Linked DNA regions of Mus musculus: all the other regions are linked to region 3. The links are chromatin contacts, called in public HiChIP or PLAC-seq and Micro-C maps. All regions are on one chromosome and are shown on one strand. The core of a region is the stretch at or near the end of the contact, and the rest is flanking DNA. Distances in the headings are between cores, read along the strand shown.

Region 1 (3,347 bases), core at 494-2,993, 430 kb after region 3:
TTTTAAAGAAGAAAGGTTGATTGGAGCCCACAGTTTGGGGGTACAGCCCATCATGGTGGGGGAGGCATGGCAGCAGGAGCTTAAAGAGCCTAATCCCATTGCAACCATAGTAAAGAAACAGCACTCGGTGCGCTCTCTCTCTCTCTCTCTGTCTCTCTGTCTCCGTCTCCCTCCCCCTCTCCCTCTCCCTCTCTCCCTCTCTTCTCTCTCTCCCCCTCTCCCTCTCCCCCTCCCCCTCCCCTCCCCCTCTCCTTCCCCCTCTCCCCTCTCTCTCTCCCTCTCTTCTCTCTCTCTCGCTCTCCCTCTCCCTCTCTTCTCTCTCTCTCCCTCTCCCTCTCTCCCTCCCCCCCCCTCTCTCCCTCCCACCCCCTTTTTCCTTCAGTCCAGGACCCTATCCCATAAAATGTATCACCTGCAGTCAAAGTGGGTCTTCTCAATTCAATTAGCCAGTCTAGAAACTCCCTCATAAACATACCCAGAAGTTTGTCTCCTAGGTAATTCTATATCTTGTAAAGTAGACAATGAATAATAACTGTCACAGTGACCAATGGACCAAACAGATCCCCTTGCAGTTCTGAAGTGCTGCCAAATGAGAGCTGAAGTATCAACTCAGCCAAAGTGTTACTGGATGAGAGTGGCACCTCAGTCCTCTTAGGCAGTGTATGTCATAGTAAGATACCCATGCTGGCACTGTCTTTAATTTTTACCATGATTCTCAAAAATCGATAGGTACCCATGACTCTCCATTTTATAGATGAACAAAATGAGGCTTGAGGGATTGAGTGATCTGTCAAAGGTCTTCTGGTAGAAGAGGCAAGATTAGAACTTTGGGCTGTCTGTGTTCTGAGAGAATATTCTTTTCTCTGTACTATGTACCCTACCTAAGAGCTGGAGCTATGAGGCTTTTGTTACAAAGAAGTTGACAAGATCACACGTGTGTCCTTCCCTCAACTAACCTCTTGAGCACTGCCTGTGTCAGGAAGAGTCCTAAGCACTTGCGAGCCATAATGCATGAGGCCCAAAGCCTGCCCAAAATGCTTGATGCTCAACAACTCCTGGTTTTCTAGTGTCCTCCAACATCTGACAAAGGGCTGGGGAGATACCTCAGCCAGCAAAGTGCTTGCCTTAAGAGCACAAAAATCTGAGTTCCATTCCCAGAATCCAATTTTTTAAAAAGCTGGGCATGGTAGCATACATTTGTGAATGCAGACATGAGACAACCACCCAGTGGCCAGCTAGCCTAGCCTACTCAGCAAGTTCCAGACCAATGAGAAACCCTGTTTCAAGAGATAAAGTGTTTGGCAGCTGTGAGTGACAGACATGGTTGTTCTCTGACCTCCGCATACACAAATATATGCATAACGCACACACACACCCCAACAAAGAGGCACCACCTCCTCAGGAAAGCAGGACAGGTCCCTGGGCGCATATTTCCCACGTCATGTGTTCTGTTTCTTACAGAAGCATGACAGAGGTAGGGGCATCTGGATGTAGGATTAGACTGTGTCATTTTAAATCAAAACAGCATCCTTCATGATCAGTGGCCTCTGTCTGCCTAGAGAGATTCTATTGTTCGGGGTTGGGGAAGAGTTGTTCAGATTAGCATAGAGATTGCCTGGACCCTAGGGAGAAGGGTTCAACAGCTGATGAAGGAGCAGCTGGAAGATAGTTCCTCCCCATAGCTCTGCAGCCCTGGAGTGACACAGCATTTCTCCAGGTTCCAGCTCCTAGAGCAACAGGCGCCTGGCTGCAAGAGAACAAACACAGCAGTTGGAATGACATCTTTCGGTTATCCAATCCCTCTTCATTGGTGGTACTCGTTGGGAATGATTTCCACCTCCCTCTTGAACAGTCAGAGCTATAAATAAAGATCCCCAGAGAGACTGAATCCTGCCCTTCATTCTGGCCGCCTCTGTGACTCATTCCACAAACCAGTTTTTCATCCATCCCCCCTGATTCTGAGGGGAGAGTGAGTCTAGGCAGGTGTGGAGGTCAGCGTCACATGTGTCCATGGTCACTGCATCCCATGAGCATCCACTTAGGTGTGGTCCATGTGAACTCATGCGTGTGTCTGTGTGCACAGCTGTGTCTCCTGTGACAGGCTGTTTAATTTCAAAGAAGCCTCTCTCACACAGATCCAGGATGACAACCATTAGCTAGGACTCCCTGTTACATCACAGGACCTTCTCTGCACAACTGCCCTACGCTAAGCAAGGTGAACAGGATGCATCCTCTTGTGTCTCCATGGACTGCCGTTGCTTAAAGCAAATAAAATCCCTGAGTTGCAGCAGAGCTTGAGAAAGCGATACTTCAGGAAAAGCAGAGTCTCTTCTGAAAGAGAACAAGGAAGGCATTGATTCCTGGGGCCGCCTTCTTCCACTCAGGCTTTCTCTGAGCCCTGCACAACTCTAGCCTGTGCCTTGTCCCATTGTACAGAGATGGCAGACACACCCCAGAGAAGCGAAACAAGCTTCCGAAAGTCACTCAAGCTGTAAGTTCTCCAAACAGGAATTTGGGGCAGAGTCCAAGTGACCTTCTCATCTCAAAGTTCATCGAATGTTTTCTGTACACCTCAGACCTGTGAACACTCATCAGTCTGTTCCAGGGTAGAAAAAAAATGCAAAGCTCAAGGCAAGCTGTTGGTATCAGGCAGCTTCCCGACACTAGGATGGAATGCCTGAGGCGGGCTAGTTGTGAAGCATAAGGGTTGATTTCGATCACCGTTTTAGAGAACATGACACCTGTGGTGGCCCAGCTCTAGCTAGTGGTGCATCCACATGGTCTCATGGTGGAGGGCAATGGGAGTCACTCATGCAGAAGCAAGAAAAAGGGAGAGTAGGAGGCACCACTGCTGGTTTTTATAACTCACTTTCCTGAAACTTTACTGTAGGCTTTGAGTGTTCCCATAGAGTATAGTATCTTAATTTAAGGACCTTCCTCCAAGCTCCGCCTCTTAGAGGTACCAGATCTCCAAAACTAGAAAGACACAATCTTTCCATCCAGGAATCAATAGGGAAGAGTCAAACAATACCCAAACTGGACCACGCCTCCATCTTCACTCATTGCCAAACTCCTGGAAGTGCTGACTCCCAATCTGCCCCCTTTTCATCTCTACCCATAAGCTTTCTCGTGTCCTCTGGCAAGAGAGACACCAACTCTAATTCCTTCCTCTTATCATTGCTTTACAAATAGCCACTGACAGCCACTGCGCCGCTTCCTCCCTGAACCAGACTCGCAACCATTTCACACTTGAAAAAATTTCAAATCTTCAAATATATTTGCTCATCACTGTATCCCTTGGGCTGGTACCCGCAGTGCTGTCCAGTTTAGGTTAGATAAGTGTCAGT
Region 2 (3,269 bases), core at 323-2,822, 320 kb after region 3:
TGACTTCTACAGAACACAGATCTCAGCTTCGTGCTGAGTCCCTGTCTAGAAGGAAGTCACTTTGAAGTTTCCATGCTGCTCAGAACTCACCCTTCCATCCATTGCCTAGACTTCCCACCTGGTTCCTGATCCTCTAGCTTTCAAATTCTGTGTATTCCTTGACTCTACAGTCTGTTCAGACTTCCCACCTCTAGAGGTTTCTGAGGTATGTCTTGCCCCACAGCCTAAGTGTTCCAGAGGCATGTGAGTGCTCAAACCCAAGAACTTGACCTAGAGAGTTGGGGAAGACTCACATCTTCCTTCTGCCATGATAAATTCCCAGGCATCTCTCATGAAGGCGGATTGGAGAAGTCTGGCTACAAATTGCTGGTTAAGAAATAGGTCACAACTTGCTGTAAATAGGACCCTGATTGTCCTGATTATTCCGGTCCATGGCTTCAGCACTTTCCCACACAACTGTAGCTACACACACCCTACTTTTCTCCTGATTAGCCCTCCTTGTTAGATGGGAGACATTGAATGGGAAATGGCTGGGACATAGAGAACTGAAGTGTTCATTTTCTCCTCTTACCCTCACTTGTAAGGAGACGGCGTGATTTCTTCTGAAAACATAGAGGAGAATGTAGAGGGGCTTTTTTTTAGTCCCCAAATTAATATAAATTATGTTAGAAGCGAAATCGAGTAGAAAGAATGGAATATTTTCTTCTAACTCCTGCCCATACTCACATGGTCTCCTGCTGCCCTCGTTCCCCTCCGGCATGGTCCAGGTTTTATGAGCAATGAGTCTGCATTGACATATCATAATCACCCATGGTTCATGCTTTACACTAAGGTTCATTATTGTGTTGCACATTCTGTGAGTGTTGATAAATACATAATGACATTTTCCTACCATTATGGTACCTCACCTAATAGTTTCATTACCCTAAAAGTTTCCTAAACTCCATATATCCATTCATCTCTTTTCACATGGAAACCCCTGAAAACCACTAATCATTTAGTACTTTCATAATTTTGCCTTTTTCTGAGTGTCTTAGAGTAAGAATCGATCTTACAGTCTGCATCCATTCCCACTTAGATTTTGCATTCAGTAATATGGATTTAAGCTTATCCATACCTTCTTATGACTTCAAAGTTTATTTCTTTTCATCACTAAGTGCTTTGTCATAATCTAGATACATGACAGCTGCTTATCCAGTCACATAAGGAAGGGTATTCTGTTTATTTCCAAGTTGGGATAATTACAGATAGTCATTACCAATATCTTAAGAATGACATCAGCCAGGACAGACTCTGTTGTTGCCAGGGTAACAACTCCCCAGATCTCCACAATTTAAAAGCGCAAAGGTTTTGCTGCTGGTTTCTGTTTTAGTTTTAGTTATTTTCATCCATTGTAACTTTTTGATGAATGGGAGTAAGCTATAGTAAAATCATATATAGCTCAGAGTGTCAGATACATAACCAACCCAAGACTAACCAAACACGTGAACCTGTAGATAAATTACAGGGAACTTGGAATTGGTACCTCTTTTTGAGCTCTATTCCCCAAAGACTGACTCAGTAAGCTAGGCAGTCACCGGGTTCAAAGGATAGCCAACAAATGGAAGGAAGGAATAAAGGAAGGGAAGGCGGGAGAGAAGGGGGGATGGAGGGAGGGAGGGAGGGAGGGAGGGAGGGAGGAAGGAAGGAAGGAAGGAAGGAAGGAAGGAAGGAAGGAAGGAAGGAAGATTGAATATCTCCTTGTGGGAAGGAGGATGCAGGCTAACATCCCAAAGTCATTTTAAGGAGACATTTTGTTCTTCTCTGAGCCTCTTGGGGAAATGACATGGTGACTAAAAGAATTGTTGATATGTGTTGTCCTTCCCCATTAAAAGGAGCTAAAAAAGCCCTGGGCACCAAGATGTGAACTATTTCCTTCAGGGTAGAATAGAGGCACTAAAAATAGCCTTGGAAAATAAAAAGTTGTAGAGGTCCAACAAGGAAAACAAATCAGAAATAAAGTTGGCACTGAGAAAGAAGACAAACCCTCACAGGCAGTAGGAAAAAGAGGCTATTAGCTTGAACACATAAAAGCAGGTACATTTTTCCCACCCACGGAGCTGCTGGCTGGCATTCCTGCCGTGTAAATCAGCCTCTGGAGAAAAGGAAGATGAGTCAGAGTCAGCCAGGTCGGATTACGTTGTGCCAGGGCACCAAACAACTCCCCAGATCTCCACAGTTTACAAGCTCAAAGATTTTTTCTTTCTCCCTCGCAATGCGTGCCCAGCGTGGACTCAAGACACCCAGGTGATGGGGGTTTCACTTCCTTTTAAACAGAGGACAAAGGTGATGGATGTACTGTTTTGCAGCTCCCCGGAAGTATGGCACATCGTTTCCCCTTTCATTTCATTGGTTGATGCAACCACATGACCAGGGATCTCAAAGTAGCATGAGAGCAAATCGTACCATGTGCCCGAAGAGGGGGGAAATGTTAACTGAAGTAAACAGCTCTGCTGTGGTCTAGGATAAGGAGCCTAGGGAAAATCAGGTAGAGAGAAGAGAGCCGAACAGCAAGTTGGTTTCCTAGCTCTCACCCAAACAGGCAAGAACAGCAGCCCCTCAACCCTGTCCCCCTGGCATAGCTATGACTTTACTTCCTGCAAGGATATCTCAGGGTAAAGAGCCAGGATCATTGAGTCAAGCTGTCATTTGGTCATGTCAGGGACACACCAGTTGTGTGACCTTGCCTGATGCAAGTTATTTAATCTCTCTGGACCTCACCTGAGCTGTGTTAGGTGGATGCCAACAACACCTATTTCACCTGGTAGTTGTGAGAATGAATCATACAAGTGAAATGCTTCAGATCACAGCTGCTCAAACTGGCCTTTGCCCGTAAGCTTTCAAGAGACTGCTAACCCCTATTTCTGACTCAATTGGTCCTAGATGGGGCCTGAGTTCATGTTTCTAATAAGCTGGTGCCAAGGTGACTGGGCCACGGACTTTACATTAGAGCAGAGAGTACTAAGCATAGTTGATAAAAAATGTGTCCTTAAATCTATTCAAGAGACTCCAATAGTTCTTGTCCCCTATGTCAAGAATAGAAGTTACAACTGCCTCTTGGTGCAAATATCCACATCATATGCTTCCAGAGAGAAATGCTTCATGAGGTCTTCTTGGTTAACAGCATAGGTGCTAAAGTCAAAAGACCCAGTTTCTAACAGAGCAATGTCACATGTAAGCCATATAACCAAAATAAGAATTTCCTTTCCCTTCTGTGTGGACATCTGTGA
Region 3 (3,148 bases), core at 561-3,060:
CCAAGGCTGGATGGTTTCTGAGCTGCAAGGCTGAGGCGAAGCCTGACGGGCAGATGTCAGGACTCCCACAGTCCATCACCATGCATGCAGCTGCCTCTGTGGTCACCATCTAGTATGTGGGTGCATGGAGGTGGCTTCATGGTCAAACACTCCTGGGGCTCCTAGATCCTCCAGTCACAGGTGACAAGATGAAAGGGCCTGAATGTTCATCTCTTTTCTCTGTTCTGTAGGATGGGGTTGAGATGCCTTCTAGAACAGAATTCTGGGGTGAGTTTGGTGAGGATGAGGCATATTGTAAGTCACTCAGACCATCCTTGGAATTCTGAGAATGCTTGCTGTAGACAGTCTCTCCCAAAATGAGTGTATTGGTGTTTGTCCCACCCCACATGGTCCCCTTTGTGGTGGTGACACTCCTTCAGTAAGTACTTGATTTAGAGTCCCAACTCGTGAACCTAAGAGCATCTTTGCAACTGCCTCAGCCAACAGAATGTGACAAAGGGGACATGGCATGACCTCTGAGCACAAGTGATTGAGAATCTGGGGACATGTCCTCAGGGAGCCAAGATATAGGATATGAGATGTCTGTTTGCTTCATAACCCTCATGCTCATGAGGAGATCCCACAAAGGGTGACATCCAACGAGAGCCAGCTCTTCTTGTGCTAGGCCTTCCCATCTTCCCTTCCTAGGCAGCAACTGGAGAGTACAGCTTCCTTCCCATCTTGTCTGCCAGCCTCAGACCTAGCCCTAGCCTCAGCTTCAAACCATCCCATATGATTTTGAACAGAGCAAAGATAAGCATGTCCTATCAAGATTTCAGGTCTGCGAACACATAGACCTTTAATCTGGGTTAAGCCTTTACATCTTCAGGTGATTTTTCCTTGAGAATTTTGTATAATATGTTTTGATCACATTTACCCTCTGCTACTCCTTCCAGATCTACACTCCCCTTCCCCACTTGCCCACCTTTGTCTTTTATTTTATTTTATTTTATTTTATTTTATTTTTAACATATCAAATCCAAATGGCATCACTCTTATGCTCTTGGATGTGTGGCTACTGGGGTTGACTGACCTATAAGGCTATAACCTTAAAGAAAACTGATGCTCCGCCTCCTAGCAGGTATTGATTACCCAGAGTCTCTCAGCTAGGGGTTGAGTTTCATTCCCATTTCCTATCTTCATGCTGGAATTTTATCTGGCTTGAGCTAGCATAGGTTTTGTGCATACTGTCACAACAGCTGTGTTGTGCATATGTGCGACCACCCTATTGTGTTGAGTGATTTTTAATGCAGCATTGGGACACACTAAAAAAAAAGGATTCAGGTTTACATGGTACTATGTAGGGGAATAAACAAAAGTATACTCTCCTTATATTCAAAGCCTTTTCTTCAACCTGTTGGCAGTGTAGTCCTTGGCAAGGATCTCAATCCCTCAGTTGTCTCATCTGTATGATATGGACTGACTGTGGTTATAGCTTCAGAAGGTTATGGCGACAGTAAAATAGAAGTCCATTACTAATGCGTGGCAAGGACCTAATGTCTGCCTATGTTGGGGTTTCAATTCAAACAAACAGTCTGACCCCAGACTACAATCCATTAAACCATAGCCCATGATATTCTCTCCAATTTCTGAAACCTATACCAGACAGGAACACCCGAGTATACCCCAGTGCTCATGGTAGGACATGATTTCTGGTCCTCCCTGGTCCCTGTCTATTCTGTGGTCCTTGGTGGGTGTTGCTCAGTGCTGCAGGCTGTATCCTCACTTCTCTTTTATGAGCACAAGATTACGTTGGCTTTTCTGGCAGTCACCTCATGGTGTTGACTCATCCTGAGTTGGCAGTGAAAACCCTGGAGTGTTCTTTACCACATGTGCTAGCATCCAGCTGCATTCCTTCTCAGCTAGGATTGGCACAGGGGGAGACTTTGGAAGCCAGTCTGCAAAGCTGCCTGTCTTGTTCCCTTTGGATCACTGTTATACCTGCCTGGTAAAGAGTCAAGCTGATCAGCTGGGTCCTCAGAGACATCCTGGATCCTTGTAATAAGTCTTCCCCCCACCCCCCTTAGGTCAGCCTGACTGGTATTGATCGCAATAAAAGAGTACAGAAAGACTAACCTCTGGTCTGCTTGTCCAGGAGGAAAGATGGGGTAAGGATGTCAGGGGACAAGACTGAGAAAGCCATTGTGATAGTTTTTATATGCTTGGTCCAGGGAGTGGCACTATTTGGAGGCGTGGCCTTATTGGAGTAGGTGTGTCATTCTGGGTGTGGGCTTTAATACCCTTGTCCTTGCTGCCTGGAAGCTTGTCTTCTGCTAGCAGCCTTCAGATGAAGATGTAGAAATCTCAGTTCTTCCTGTACCATGCCTGCCTGGGTGCTGCCATGTTCCCACCTTAGTGGTAATGGACTAAACCTCTGAACCTGTAAGCCAGCCCCAATGAAATGTTGTCATTTATATGTCTTGCTTTGGTCATGGTGTTTGTTCACAGCAGTAAAACCCTAAGACAACCATCATGGGGGACTTATGCCATGTGTCCACACTTTCTTAGCTTGTGGCAGTGTCGTCATTGGTCATGAACTTTCTGCTGAGTTTGTATATGGCCTTGTGATGATCAGTTTTGATTGCCAACCTGATGCAACTTAGAATCATCTGGGAAGAGAGTCTCAATGAGGCATTGTCTAGATCAGATTGACCTGTGGCAGTGTCTGTGTGTGTGTGTGTGTGTGTGTGTGTCTGTGTGTGTGTGTGTGTCTGTGTGTGTGTGTTGATGCTTTAATCAATGTGGGAAGATCCAGGCGAAAAGTGGGTGGTACCACTTTTTTTCCTTAGTTTTTGGCCCTGACTACATAGGAGTAGAGGAAGTGCATTACATCACAGGCATTTCTATCTCTTTACTCCAGGGTGCTTCAGGTCCTTACTTTAACTTTCTTGCAACAATGAACTAGAACCTGGAATTATGAGTGAAAGAAACCCTGCCTCCCACAAGTTGCTTGTGGTCAGGATACTTTAATCACAGCCACAGAAATTAAACTAGAATATGCTTGGACTCGATTGGTAGTCATCTGACTAGGATAGAGGACAGAGCTTCAGACAGGGCCCATGTTCTTAGAAGACTTGTGCTTCCTGAAGAGGTGGTTCAGGTAGCTTCC
Region 4 (3,212 bases), core at 367-2,866, 260 kb after region 3:
TATGGATGATCCTTCCATTCTGGCCATTAGATAATGATGATGATGACAAAGATGGTGAGCACGACAATGACAATGATGATAATGATAATGGGGAGGAGGAGACGGAGAAAAACAAGGAAGTAGCAGAAGAGAAAGCAGAAAGAGAAGAAGGAAAGACTGAGTTTCAAGTTCTTATATGTAAAGTGGGATTTTAATATGTTTTCTGAGAAGATGTTTGTTACCTAAACAGAAAAATGGTTATAAATGTGACCCCCGCAGTTCCAGGCAACATAAACATGCAACCAGTCTTGGGTAATGATAAGAAGTAGGATCCAGTTATTCTTTGGAGTGGAGGTGTCTTCTAGACGAAGTGAAGAGATTTAGGTGTCATCCCTGAGGTGAGCAGAGAGAATCAAGGAAGCTGTCATGAGACATGTCTAATGTTATAGTCTGTCAAAAGTGGCTATCATCCTTGAAGATTATTTAGATCCAAAATATTATCTTTTCCAGACATAAACTTCTTTGAGCTAAAGTGAATCCTTCATAAGTTCCCCAGATTTTCAACACTCTTAGGGGAGGTATTTCCATCACATACCAGTTCCGGTTCGTGATGTCACCATATGGTGCTGTCCAGAAGCTAGGGGATCAATCCATTTAGATAGAAAGATGAATACAGGTCCAGAACTGGGTAGCCTTTGTGCTACTAAAGCCCAGCTGAGCAGGCCTCCTGGGACAGTGGGTGGGAAGGAGACAGCACCATAGTGGAAAAAGTTGCTTTAATTTTAACTTTTATTCTGCGTTAACCATTTTCCCACACTATTTTGTAACTCACAGTAAGGAACGAGAACAAAGCAATAAAAGCAGAATATATTCAAATAAAGGCCCACAGTGCCGTGTAGTAGTAGGTGGTGGTGTCCTTTGGGGCTCATTTTTTTTTAACTGCCTCATTTGTTTCTGAATCTGAAATTTCAAAACTCAGAAGAAAAATATCTCAGTCTTTTGACTCATGTTCTAAAACATAAACGTTTAGATTGTCTTTGAATCAATGCATAAAAACATAGCTCCCGAATGCCCCTTTCCTTCCGTGATGCCATCCTGATGATGTCATTCATTCGTGAGTAACTTACAAGGAAAGCTTTGGTATTTTCTTCATCTGTCACCTTAATCCATCTCTGCACACAGTAGAGTTGTATCATATACATAATACACTGTGCCTTTAGCAAAAATAGGGCCGAGCTAGAGAGAAGTAGGAAACCACAGAGGAGTCCACTCAATACCCCACTAGCCCACAGGCAACTGCTTGTGTGTCTGTCTCAGAAAAATCTCTAATTGAAAACATAATTGTCCAGGTCGAGCACCAATATAAGTGTTCAAAATTCAACTTTTGGTGATCACAGAAAGAACATCACCATCGTCAAACCCTGCAGGAAACCTAACAGTTATTGGAGGGTGATTTCCATGGTATGTACCATCTTCAAACTAACCTCTCTCCTTTCTCCCCAAAGATGTGACTTTAGTTCAGGCCAGAGGCAGGAGACACCAATTGGGATAGCTGCCCAGATCACAGGGGTTGTCTCCATGGCACCCTCTGTCCTGTCTCTGTACTAACTGCTTCTGGAGCAGAGACATCTGACCCAAGCCAAGGAAATCAGAGTCTGCCTCTCAGGAAGCGGTGACCTCAGTAGAAAAATGCAGACAGGGATGTCTGTGTGGCCACTGAGTGGCATTTCCAGCAATCCTCTGGGCTGAAGTCAAACTGGCCAGGTCCCTTACTCTTATCAAATCCTAATTGCTTAATAACTTACTTAACCTAATGAATTTTCATAGCGTCATCAAGTAAACTAAAGTGAAGTTCTGTTTTGTTTTGTTTTGTTTTGTTTTGTTTGGGGAGGATTACGAAGAACCTTCAAGAATCTATTGGATTATCATCCCCTTAAGTTAAGATTCTTAGAATTATAACTGACTTACTAATGAGTCATCAAAGAGCCCAGAGAGTGTCTGCTGTAAGAACAGCCCTGGGTATCACAAAAGGAAGATACCAAAGGCAAGAATCAGAGTAGTGCCTACAGTGGGTGCCATGGAACTTTACGCCAACAAGATGATCTGGTCTTAAACCGTTCTAATATCGGTAAAGTTCTAAGTTAGAGAAGGGAAGTGCACTCTAACACTTACACAGGATGTCCTTCAAATAAGCCCTTCAGATGTACACAAATACTCACAGGAAAGACATTCAATATGTTTAAGTCAGAATTTCTGAAACATATTTCAAATAGCTTCTAGTTTTCTCTTCCTTACTTCCATCTCTGTCCTAGTTTATTCTCTGTGACTGTAATAAATCACTGACCAAAAGCAACTGGAGGAGGAAAATGTTTATTTTAGCTTACAGGTCCATTTTCAAAGGAAACCAGGGTAGGAGCTCAAGGCAGAAGCTTGAAGCAAAAACCTATGGAGGAATACTGCTTGTTGGCTTGCTCCCAGACTCATCATTTAGCTAACTTGCTTGTACGGCCTATGCCTACCTGCCTAGGGATGGTGTCACCCACAGTGGACTGGGCTGACACCAATTAGCAATCCAAAAATGATCCCACAGACATTACAACATGTCACTCTGATGGATATAATTCCTCAACTAAGGTTCCCTCTTCCCAGATGACTCTGGGCTTTTGTAAAGTTGACAACTGAAGTTAACTGTGACAATTACCCTACTCACAATTAATCTACTACCAACATTTTGGGAAGCATAACCAGAATTAGGTGAACAAAACTTCTAGTAGCTTTGTCTTTACACTTACAACTCTAGTACAGAAGTTTGATCTTCTTCCTTATGTATTTGCAGATAACTATGGGGTCTGGCCCCATGCTGGATGTTCTAGGGACTGCTATGGTGTTATGGAGAGAATAGAGAGACTTGGTTAGAGTTGCAGCTCCAATCTGAAACTCAAAACTGACTTATTACTGAAGATCTTCCCATCAGACAGGGTTAATGACACCCACCTCACCTCAGCCCTGAACAGTAAAACAAATTGAAAAGGATAATGGATAGGAGAACACTTTGTGAACTCCAAGGCATTAAATTAACATTAGATTTTTTAAAAACGAATAAATAATTTATAAGATGATGTCAGATTCTGATATTAGGATTAATCTTCTTTACAATCTTGACTGGATTTGGAATCACTTAGGAGACACACCTCGGGGCATGTCTGTGATTTTGTTTTTCTAGAAGTAAAAGT
Region 5 (3,082 bases), core at 5-2,504, 270 kb after region 3:
GGTTTTAAGGCAGGACAGTTCCTTGGCATAAGAAGGTCTTAGTCTCCAACCCCAGCATTGAAAGGAAAAAAACGAAGCCAATAATATCAGTTCTATTAGATAGCATCCTGGAGAATATGCAGTGCTACAGTGCATTCAACTGTATTGACCCATATTTATTAGTAACTTTGAAGGTTTTGAAGGGACTGTGCTAAAATTGAATGTCTTTTAAAAAAACGGAAATGCTTGCTAGTGAAGTGGCTACTTTAGAAGAGCTAGCTGGGCAGCTTGAAGGGAACTTAAAGACAGCTATAGGAGGGCCTGATTTAGAGTTTGAAGAGAATGGGGGGGATGTCTTCATCTGAGGAAAGCTTTTAGAGTTCTTAGTCTTGTCATCAAAGGACGATTAGCTCACTCTGCTATTCCTCTGCCATAGGAAGCAGATTCTCTTATCAGGGAAAAGTAGAATAGACCTCAGAGTCTCTGGGAGTCTTTGAGAGATTCTTAACCAAAGGGAACACTGGAAAAGGTAGCACCATAGACAAGGACCAGTGGGTGAGATAGTGCATGCAACATCCAAGAGCATTCTCAACAGCGACCAAACTTCCCTTGTGATACCCTGGTACCATTAAAGGTTCCTGGAGGTAGACATGAGCTCCTGGCATCCTATGTTCATCTCATTTTTACTAGAGCCTGCAGTCTTCCTTGTTCCTTCTCCTTCATATTCTCAACATCCTTCATGGCTCCTTCTTAAGTCTCATAGCCTCTGTTTAAGGACTTTTCCAAGAACTCTAGCATAAGACAATCTACCCCTTCCCTGAGCCCCAGAAGTACTGGTAATAGCTCACCCTGTTCAGTAGCTGGTGGTTCTTTAACCTCCATAGCTGGAGGCATTGCATAGAAGTATCTCCTGCAAATGAAACAGCCCTTGCAATACATCAGCAGCCACTGGCAAACACCCCTGCCGCTTGTTTTCCTCTTGCTTCACAGGGATATTATTACCATCATTTGGTCACATATGGTGGATGGCATCCTTAGGAACAACACAGTCCTTGAAACAGGATTGTGTGGGCATTAGCTGTTATGCCAACCCCTTTTCTCCCACTCAGGAAAACATCCTGAAGAAGCAATTGAATGAATATCATATTAATATTAGGATAACCTTGAATCTTCTCTAATTCATGTTTATTTTTTTAATCAACTGAGAACACTGGTACTTAAGCTATATGAGTCACAAATTCCTTGTGGCACACCTCATAATAATATTGTGACTCACTAGCAGGCTGTATCCCCAAAGGTATGAATTTCTCTGGCGTTTGCCTGTGTGAACTCTGCTTTCCTGGTTACACAGCAGAATTAGTGAGGGGCAGCCCCCGACGTATTCACCTCCTCACAATGGCATCCAGCGAAAGTTTTCCAGAGAGTTTCCTGATGGTGAAGCCCAGAGGAGCTTGTGTGTGGTGTTGTCTAAGCTGTGGTTCTCAACCTTCCTAATGCTGCAACCCTTTAATGTAGCTGCAAATGCTGTGGTGATCCCCAACCATAAAATTATTTTCATTTCTACTTCAGTACTGTAATTTTACTAATGTTATGAACATAATGGAAATACATACTTTTGGGAGCTAGAGGTTTTCCAAAGGTGTCACAACCCACAAGATGAGAACCACTAGCTTAGCAGAAGATGAAAGTTATACTAAAATGAATTCAGTGTTCTATCTACCACTGTCCAATACCTATAAACATTTCTAAGAAAGGGGAAATTTTCATAAAAATTATTTGATGTACTTTTCAGGTCTTTTGTGGATTGCCAGTGACAGAAAGCTGGCTCAAATGCAAACATCTTTAGCAGGAAAATGGACAAGCAAGTGGGCATAATGGTACGTGCCTGAAATCCTAGAATTCAGGAGGGTTAGAGAGAGAGCTTGAGAGTTCCAGGCTGCCCTGGGCTATGTAGCAAGACCCTGTTTCAAATTCTTCTTTCATATATTTGAAAAGTCTGAAGACACACTTAGTTTCAGCAAAGGCTATATCTAGGTGCCAACCCTTTCTCAATCATATCAAGCCTAAATTCACTTTTCAGACTGCTGCAGTTGTTTGCCCCTTTGATGTCTTTATTTTAGCATGTTCGGTGCTGCTATGGTAAGGATAGTTGCCAACAGCTTTAGATTCACATTCCACTGGCTTGACAATGGCCAGCAATTCCTGTCACTCTCCTGATCATTTTAGAAGGTGCCAAGGGATCACACTTGAGGCCATGCAATGCATCACAGAATCATACCAAAGCAACCCCCTGCAACTCGGAAGGGTTGCATGCTCAGCTTGGAGAGGGGTGGGAGAGACACAGTCTAAAATAAGAAGTTCAGGGTATCAGAGAAGGTAGATTTCCTTAAAGATAATACCAGTGCTGTTACTAGAGCTAATAGGAAAAGATGGTGGGCAGACAATTGTTCCTGATATGTAATAAGCCTGAGAGAGGCAAAATGGTTATGCATAGAAGGCAGGAACAATAGTTTCCATGTCAACTGCTGTCACCATGGTAAGGATGACACCAATCCACTGTGTCATTTTGGACATAAGGGGCCCTGACATTGACACCAGCACAGTGGAATCTTCATCACAGGCCAAGCTAGACTCATCATAATGACTTGAACTTCTATTACATACTGCTTCCCATTCACTGTAAACAAGAGTTGATCCTGGCTGGGATCGCAGCTGCCATGTCCATGGAGATGTGTGCTAGCTTGGCAAGTTGCCCCCGCATCATAAGGAATGTTTTTCTTGACAAATATATTCTCAGAGAGAAACACACACACACATGCAAAATCACACACCAACATAGACATATCTTCACACACAGAGACATAAACATTCACTCATAGAAACACACACACACACACACACACGCACAATCACACACTCACACAGACATGAGTCTCATACACACACACAGACAGACACTCACATTCACACATAGACACATATACATACTCACACATATAACCATACACTCTCAAACACACACACACTCATATACATTCACATGCAAAATTCACATACAAACACATAAAGTGGCACACACATTCACACACTTTCATGGAGATGC

Evidence for each region. A called contact is a pair of places that touch in the nucleus more often than the background predicts. HiChIP or PLAC-seq counts read pairs in DNA pulled down with a chosen protein or histone mark.
Region 1: an H3K27ac HiChIP or PLAC-seq map of heart atrium shows a contact between it and region 3, with 10 times the contacts expected there. The contact joins two enhancer-like sites. A contact is called at or near these places in 1 of 39 promoter capture datasets (embryonic stem cells), 2 of 15 datasets of contacts at CTCF or cohesin (both in the NIH/3T3 cell line), 3 of 484 Hi-C or Micro-C datasets (bone marrow-derived macrophages, embryonic fibroblasts and embryonic stem cells), 3 of 115 datasets of contacts at active chromatin or transcription factors (the NIH/3T3 cell line, embryonic fibroblasts and heart atrium) and 2 of 9 other capture datasets (adipose tissue and macrophages).
Region 2: an H3K27ac HiChIP or PLAC-seq map of vascular smooth muscle cells shows a contact between it and region 3, with 3 times the contacts expected there. The contact joins two enhancer-like sites. A contact is called at or near these places in 2 of 15 datasets of contacts at CTCF or cohesin (both in the NIH/3T3 cell line), 3 of 484 Hi-C or Micro-C datasets (embryonic fibroblasts, embryonic stem cells and tail fibroblasts) and 5 of 115 datasets of contacts at active chromatin or transcription factors (the 3134 cell line, the NIH/3T3 cell line, embryonic fibroblasts and 2 more).
Region 4: a Micro-C map of embryonic fibroblasts shows a contact between it and region 3, with 3 times the contacts expected there. The contact joins two enhancer-like sites. A contact is called at or near these places in 1 of 15 datasets of contacts at CTCF or cohesin (the NIH/3T3 cell line), 8 of 484 Hi-C or Micro-C datasets (the C2C12 cell line, embryonic fibroblasts, myocytes and 2 more) and 1 of 115 datasets of contacts at active chromatin or transcription factors (embryonic fibroblasts).
Region 5: an HNF4G HiChIP or PLAC-seq map of pancreatic cancer cells shows a contact between it and region 3. The contact joins two enhancer-like sites. A contact is called at or near these places in 1 of 15 datasets of contacts at CTCF or cohesin (the NIH/3T3 cell line), 1 of 484 Hi-C or Micro-C datasets (nephron progenitors) and 1 of 115 datasets of contacts at active chromatin or transcription factors (pancreatic cancer cells).

What each region holds. Positions count from the first base shown.
Region 1 is chr11:43,888,112-43,891,458 of GRCm38.p6, reverse strand. It overlaps a transcript of Adra1b not described here. Among named protein-coding and RNA genes, the nearest start is that of Adra1b, 53 kb to the right of the region's middle. Within about 2 kb of position 1,743, at least 35 of the 459 cell types and tissues checked have an H3K27ac peak or open chromatin away from gene starts, as enhancers often do. A contact at or near this core is called in heart atrium, where this site is marked.
Region 2 is chr11:43,997,389-44,000,657 of GRCm38.p6, reverse strand. All of the region lies in intron 1 of Gm12153 (a long non-coding RNA gene), which reads right to left. Among named protein-coding and RNA genes, the nearest start is that of Gm12153, 40 kb to the right of the region's middle. Within about 2 kb of position 1,572, at least 20 of the 459 cell types and tissues checked have an H3K27ac peak or open chromatin away from gene starts, as enhancers often do. A contact at or near this core is called in vascular smooth muscle cells, where this site is marked.
Region 3 is chr11:44,322,218-44,325,365 of GRCm38.p6, reverse strand. No RefSeq gene overlaps it. Among named protein-coding and RNA genes, the nearest start is that of Il12b, 76 kb to the left of the region's middle. Within about 2 kb of position 1,810, at least 56 of the 459 cell types and tissues checked have an H3K27ac peak or open chromatin away from gene starts, as enhancers often do. A contact at or near this core is called in the C2C12 cell line, the NIH/3T3 cell line, embryonic fibroblasts and 3 more, where this site is marked.
Region 4 is chr11:44,064,730-44,067,941 of GRCm38.p6, reverse strand. All of the region lies in intron 5 of Gm12153 (a long non-coding RNA gene), which reads right to left. Among named protein-coding and RNA genes, the nearest start is that of Gm12153, 110 kb to the right of the region's middle. Within about 2 kb of position 1,616, at least 13 of the 459 cell types and tissues checked have an H3K27ac peak or open chromatin away from gene starts, as enhancers often do. A contact at or near this core is called in the C2C12 cell line and embryonic fibroblasts, where this site is marked.
Region 5 is chr11:44,047,648-44,050,729 of GRCm38.p6, reverse strand. All of the region lies in intron 5 of Gm12153 (a long non-coding RNA gene), which reads right to left. Among named protein-coding and RNA genes, the nearest start is that of Gm12153, 90 kb to the right of the region's middle. Within about 2 kb of position 1,254, at least 30 of the 459 cell types and tissues checked have an H3K27ac peak or open chromatin away from gene starts, as enhancers often do. A contact at or near this core is called in the NIH/3T3 cell line and pancreatic cancer cells, where this site is marked.